Regions from separate parts of the Sus scrofa genome. Here region 2 is linked to region 1. Evidence: chromatin contacts called from public HiChIP or PLAC-seq data. All regions are on one chromosome and are shown on one strand. The core of a region is the stretch at or near the end of the contact, and the rest is flanking DNA. Distances in the headings are between cores, read along the strand shown.

The links. HiChIP or PLAC-seq counts read pairs in DNA pulled down with a chosen protein or histone mark.
Region 2: a contact with region 1 is called in an H3K27ac HiChIP or PLAC-seq map of skeletal muscle, with 8 times the contacts expected there. The contact joins the enhancer-like site here to the promoter of LOC100518800 in region 1. A contact is called at or near these places in 7 of 47 Hi-C or Micro-C datasets (alveolar macrophages, epiblast stem cells, heart right ventricle and 2 more) and 1 of 2 datasets of contacts at active chromatin or transcription factors (skeletal muscle).

The regions. Positions count from the first base shown.
Region 1 is chr9:90,950,873-90,954,022 of Sscrofa11.1, reverse strand. LOC100518800 (protein Mpv17) reads left to right here and starts at 1,781. Exons shown (of 2, transcript XM_021063439.1): 1 at 1,781-3,084; 2 at 3,086-3,150. The coding sequence starts at 2,825.
Region 2 is chr9:91,061,814-91,065,087 of Sscrofa11.1, reverse strand. It overlaps RAPGEF5 (rap guanine nucleotide exchange factor 5), which reads left to right. Exons shown (of 26, transcript XM_021063441.1): 9 at 2,038-2,163. Among named protein-coding and RNA genes, the nearest start is that of RAPGEF5, 170 kb to the left of the region's middle. Within about 2 kb of position 1,702, at least 30 of the 83 cell types and tissues checked have an H3K27ac peak or open chromatin away from gene starts, as enhancers often do. A contact at or near this core is called in liver and skeletal muscle, where this site is marked.

The sequences.
Region 1 (3,150 bases), core at 532-3,031:
GGTCGCCAGGAGACTTGTCATTTTGTCCTCCCCCCCCCCCTTTTCTTTTGTTCTTTTGCCTTTTCTAGGGCCGCTCCTGTGGCATATGGAGGTTCCCAGGCTAGGGGTCTAATCTGAGCTGTAGCCACTGGCCTACACCAGAGCAACACGGGATCCAAGCCACCTGTGACCCACACCACAGCTCATGGCAACACCGGATCCTTAACCCACTGAGCAAGGCCAGGGACAAAACCCACAACCTCATGGTTCCTAGTGGGATTCATTAACTGCTGAGCCACAGCGGGAACTCCCTGTTCCCCCTTTAAACCGCTATTCTACTCAGGGAGATTCATGGATTCCAACTAATAAAAATGCCAGTGGAGAAGTTCTTGCTGTGGCACAGCAGGATTGGCGGTGTCTCTGCTGCCCTGGGAAGCACGTTAGATCCCCTGCCAGCACAGGGGGTTAAGGATCTGGCATTGCCACAGCTTTGGTGGAGATCGCAACTGCAGCTTGGATCTGATTCCTGGCCCGGGAACTCCATATGCCACGAGGTGGCCCAACAGAGAGAGAAAAAAAAAATGCCAATCACAAATAACATGCACTAAACATTTGCTACTTAAATAAGTATGTGAGAATTACATGCACTTTTCAAACTGAAGCCATCAGTGTGGTGAAGCCAGATTGGTGAGGATGCAGAACCAGCTGGGGTTGGGCGGGGTGTCTAACTGAATTTTCACAGGCCCCTGGAATTGCCTTAAGGACCAGGAGCTCTTCCCTCCTCAAGATGTGCAGAGGTAAACCCAACGGGCAATTCATTCGTCAGATGAGGGCTCTTGGGGAGGACCTTTCCCTTCCTCCCAGCCCCTGACTGTTAAGAGGACTGGTGCAGCCTGTGATCGCTAGAGATAACTGGTTTTGTTTCGTTTCAGGAAGTGACTTGGCCGCTGTGGGAAATAAGAACTGTTCATGGTCCTTTGTATTCCCTTGACCCCGGCTGGGCCTCAGCTGGAAGGGAAAGGCAGTGGGAGGGGGCGGAAAGGAGCGCCGCGCCCCTTCCCCGTCCTGTGCCCCTGCTGACTTCACAGTCCTTGCAGAGATGAAGGCCTGCCCTCAACTGCCAAATAAGCCCCTGGAGTCGAGGCAGCAGGGCCTGCTTCCGAGTACTCAGCCGGCTGCTGCCTCCCCAGGGGGATCTGCATCCTCCCAGCTGTCACTGTATTCCGGGCTCCTGCCACCTGGCCCGACCCTGCCTTCCCTCCCAGGCCCCCTGCCCAGTCTGGCCAGGCCCTCCACCCAACCGGGGAACTCGCTGTGCCCAGGAACCCTTCCTTACCTGCCACATAAGGCTCGTCCACTCCCAAGCCCTCCTGGAGAGCTCTCATCCCACACCCAACCCCCTAATCCCTGTCTGAACTCCTAGGCAGAGCCTACCCGTTAACTCTCTGAGGAGCCCCCCTGCACCGTCTCTCCACCCATCCTGCCTGGAGGTAAAGACAAGGGTTAACGGCATAGCCCCTCAGGTCAGGCTGCCAGGTTTCTATCAGGCTCAGGCCCTGAAGAGCTGGGAAAACAGGTGAAAGTTTCCACCACAATCTTAGCTGCTATTTCTCTGCCTCAGAAATTGGGGGTTCTGGAGTTCCCATTGTGGTTCAGTGGTTAACGAACCTGACTAGTATCCATGAGGATGCAGGTTCGATCCCTGGCCTCCCTCAGTGGGTTAAGGATCCAGCGTTGCTGTGGCTCTGACGTAGGCTGACAGCTACAGCTCTGATTGGACCCCTAGCCTGGGAACCTCCATATGCCGCCGGTGTGGCCCTAAAAGGACAAAAAAAAGACAAAAAAAAAAAGAAAGAAAATGGGGGTTCTTATACCTCTTCCTTCATAAGATTGCATAAGAAATGAAATGCACATACAAGGCTTAATACAACGCCTAGTACAGAGTAGACACTTAAATGGTACCTTCTCTGATGATAAGTCCTGGATGCATGCTGGAAGATTTGCATCCACATTGCTTTTTAAAAATTTATTTTAAACATTTTTAAAATGTTTGCTTACTTAGTTTTTGTTTTATTGAAGTGTAGTTGATTTACAGTGTTGTGTCAGTTTCAGGTACACTCACTCACACGTACATGTGACTCACTTACATGTATTCATCTATTCTCTTCCAGATTCTTTTCCCTTCCAAGTTATTACAAGATACTGAGGGCAGTTCCCTGTGCTGTACCCATAGGTCCCTGGTGGACTCACATTTCTACTCTGCTGTAGGGAATTAACTTCTCTTCTCTGTTCTCTTGATTGTCTAACAAGGTAAGGAGCCACATCTTGGCCTCTGGGCAGTTGGGTGAATGAAACAGACAATGCAGGCAGGCCTCCCCTGTCCGAGCTTAAGTGAGACACCAGTGTGACACTGCCTTCCAGAGCTCCACGTGCTCTGCAAACACTGGGACAAAGCCCTAAGTGTTTGCTGATTGATCCGAATAAAGATGTCTGATAGAGCCTGCAAACTGGGGCACTGCTAATAGGAAGAAGCAAGGCTGAGCAGACCTGGGGCCTGCTCATGAGCTCTCTGAGGGCTCCCTGGAGCTCCCAGGAGGGCTGTGCCTTCACCTTACTTCACCCCTTCCCCTCTTGTCCTCTGCTGGGACAGCAGACCTGAGAGCCAGCAGCTCCCCTCACAAGCTGTAGGCTTCCTGGCAGCAACACAGAAGCATCCTGATTCTGACATGAGACAGATGCTCACTGCTCTGGAGTCGTGTCTTTGGTGGCTGGGGAACATTCTCTCTGGTTTCATTTTTATTTAATTAAAGAATGGTTGCAGGGTTTGAGTTCCTGCCCAGGAAGCATGGCACTTTGTCCAGCATACCAGAGGGCTCTGACTGCTCACCCATGGAAAGTACAGGTCTTGACCCCTGGGTCCCTGATGGGCTGTGGCTTTGTGGGCCCTATAGTTGGAGGCTGGTACAAGGTTTCGGACTGGCTCATCCCTCGCGCCACCAAGGTGGATGCACTAAAGATGTTGCTACTGGATCAGGGGGTGGGGGTGGGGTTTACCCCGTGTTTTCTAGGCTGTTTCCTCTCACTGGTAGGGACACTGAATGGACTGTTACCGGGACAATTGGGCCAAACTCCAGCGGGATTATCCTGATGCCTTCATCACCAACTACTACC
Region 2 (3,274 bases), core at 453-2,952, 110 kb before region 1:
AAATGGAAGTTAAGGTATACCAGCCCCATGTTCAAAACATTCTGTATTTCCATCTCATTCAGAAAAAGCATCTAACCCCTTAACACATCTGTAAGGCAGCTGTATATTCTGGTCCAGCATCACCTCACTGAGCAGTCCTGCCCATCTCCCGCTTAACATCTGTGCTCCAGCCTGCCCTTTGCTTTGCTCTTCCTTGAACACACCAAACACTCCCAAGCCTCAGGGCTGTTGCACTTCTGTTCCTCTGCCTTGAACATTCTGCACTTATTTTAGTTCTCTACTCAAATATCAATCAAGGGTTCCTGTTCTGACATTCCTATCTCATAACGTTTCTCTGTCCCTTACCTGGCTTTATTTTACTTCTTACCATATGTATTGCCATCCAGTATTTTTCATAATTATGTGTTATGTTATCTACATCCTCTATTAAATATAAGCTTCATGAATGTGGGACTTTGTTTTTATTGTTGTTGTTCACTACTGTATCCTTAGAACCTATAATAGATCGTGGCACATGGTGGTGGTTCAGATAAAATCAGTTGAATGTGTGAATGAATGAAGAAAATACGGAGCTAGGGAACATGCATGAGAATGCAGAAAGGAGGATATCATAAACATTGGTATTTAAGTATTTGTAAGGTTGTCATTTTGGATAAAAAAAATGGACATAGTTTCAGTTGCTTAAAAGGCAATGCTAGTATTTATGGGTTGAAGTTCAGTGCTCTCAGAGTTTTGTCTAGCATGATAAGGGACTTTCCAATAATTCTGACTCTCCAGCACTGCACAGACTGTCTTAAAATAAACTGAGATCCTTGTCCAAGGAAACCTTGGAGATGAACTGGAAGACAACTTGTGAAGAATGCTGTAAAAATAAATCTCTGACTTGGGCAGAGGAATTCCATTTGCTGTTCCATGGGAGTCTGATTTGGGCCATTTCAATGGTTTTTTGTTTGCTTGTTTCCTTCCTGTTTGTTGGAGAGCCTGCTAGTTAAGGAGACGTCCTTACCTTTAGAAATGCATACTTAGTCTTTACTTCTCCGTTTTTCTGATGCCCCCTCAACAAAATGTCTATCTTTAGTACAAACCGTTAAGAGCCTGAAGCTGTGATGACGTGCTGGCCTCTTCCCTGTGTTTGGTTAGTTGCTGAGTCCTTTCAAATCCTGTAGATTGTATAAGTAAGAGATTTGATAGTTTTGACTGTTCCTGCCAAGAGTAACTTCAGATTTCTGTTTAGATCATGTCCTGATATAGCAGTATGAACCATTTTTGAAAGAATTTGAGCAGACACAGTTCATAATTTGTGTGTTATAATGAACTTTTTTTTTTACTGATCCAAGTCCTAGAGTCTCCTCCTCCATGTTATTATTATTTGGTGTTGGATGTAATAAAAAACTTGATGCTTTGTAGAGCGTTTCTAAACCCTGATAAGATTTTAAGCTTTCTCTGTGCAGTTTATTTGTAATAACTCTTTCCACCATATTTCATGTAACACTGGAAGTATTTTGCTAGTAATGCCCCATAGTAACTTTCCAGTTGTGAAAAAAAATTATCTTGTGATCTTCTTGTTGGCTGGGTATTTGTCCATGGAATGAGCTGGTGGAGCTGAGGAATTAGAAGGCCGTGTACTGTTATTTTTAGGACTCTCTATCACTTCACCCTTATTGCCGGAGTAGTTCCTGGCTAACTTTCCCATGAGTTTTTAACCTCTTGCTGGGCTTATGTAACAGGAAACAGGCTGTCAGGAACAAATAGTGGCATATCAGGAGCACCCCTTAGTAGCAAATGATTTAGTTTGCTCTGCCTTTCAGTCTGTTAAACTAGACCGAGGAATGATCTCAACTTTTAAGTGTTTTGGTGCGACATTCCTAGATTAAGATAATACAGTTTCAATTTTGGAAGGGCAAAATATCTTACCAAGACCATGATTTAATCCAGATGATGGAGAAGATGAGCTTATTATAAGGGGAACTTTGCTGTGGTGTCATGTCCTGGGACTGTGGATTTAAGTACATCTTTGCTTTTTCTCCGACTCTCAAGGCTGGGGTGATGTGCAAACTTCAGGAGAGAGATGATATCGGGCGAATTGAACTGGTTCAGAAGCTGGCAAGAGAAAACTGTCAATTTTTGCAGACGGACAAAAAAGAACAAGAGAAGTCAGACAACGTAAGCCTTTTCCTCTTGGGGATGCAGATTTTAAGGGGTAGAAAATGTTTCTGCCTGATTGTATGTTTCAAGGAAAGAATATTTGATGTTAAATTCTTTAGGTTTGGGATTTTTTTTTTCCCCTTCATAGTTAAAAAAAAAAAAATGACAGCTACTGTAATTTTCTAAGCCAGTGGTTTATGACAGTGGGTTTATTTATAAGAGAACTCTTCACAGAAGTAAATCATGTAGAAATATAAGAACACATGGGAACAAAGATGAATACACGCCTATTTGATGGCTTTCAAGTTTGACTTGGGGAGTTTCACCCCATCAGATAGTTTGAGGAATGTGAGTTTTGAAAGAACATGTCAGTGCACTTTTATGTTTTAATATAAGGGATTAGATCTAGTTCCCAAACGAATGGATTGGAAGTCACAAGAAATAGGTAAGAGCAGAAGAGTGGATCCTAGATGTTCTCACCAAGTGGGAAAGTCAGAGGGAGGTTTTCCCAGTGTGTTGTGAACCTTTGTGTTCCAACAAGAGTTACATTGTCTCTGATACAGTTCAGCTGGAGGAAAGGGACACTCTGCTCAGTTCTCCTGAAAGCAGTTATTCAGATTGAGCCTTAGAGCTGAGGACGCTGCCGTCATGCTGGGGAGACAATGGGACCACTTTCTTCTGGTCTGCGTTGTTGTCGTCTGTTGACTTGTTGTTGTTGTGTGTACAGCTTCACTCTCAGCGCTGAACTGTCCAGGATTGCTCATGAAGGGGAACATTCCTCAGGGCTTATGAACATGTCTTTTTTGGCCTTTAAATTCTCCTTGGAATTTTATTCTCAACCCCTTCCAAGGCCTTTTCTGCTCCGAGGCCATCAATAGAAATGCCAGACTTTTACTGAGCAGGAGAGGAGGTGAGATGTTTGTAAATGGCAGGCTGTTTAGTTTAATAACATAACTCATCTCCAGCAGCCTAGCATCACGTCATTACCATTGGCGTCTCAAGGGCGAGAATAATCTGGCAGTTTCAAAGCCTCATGATAGCAGTTATTTCTGAGGTGAACTTAGAAACTTAAAGGTGGCTTTAAGTGCAAGTGAAGATCTCAGGAGCCTTCACTTCAACAGGTACTGTT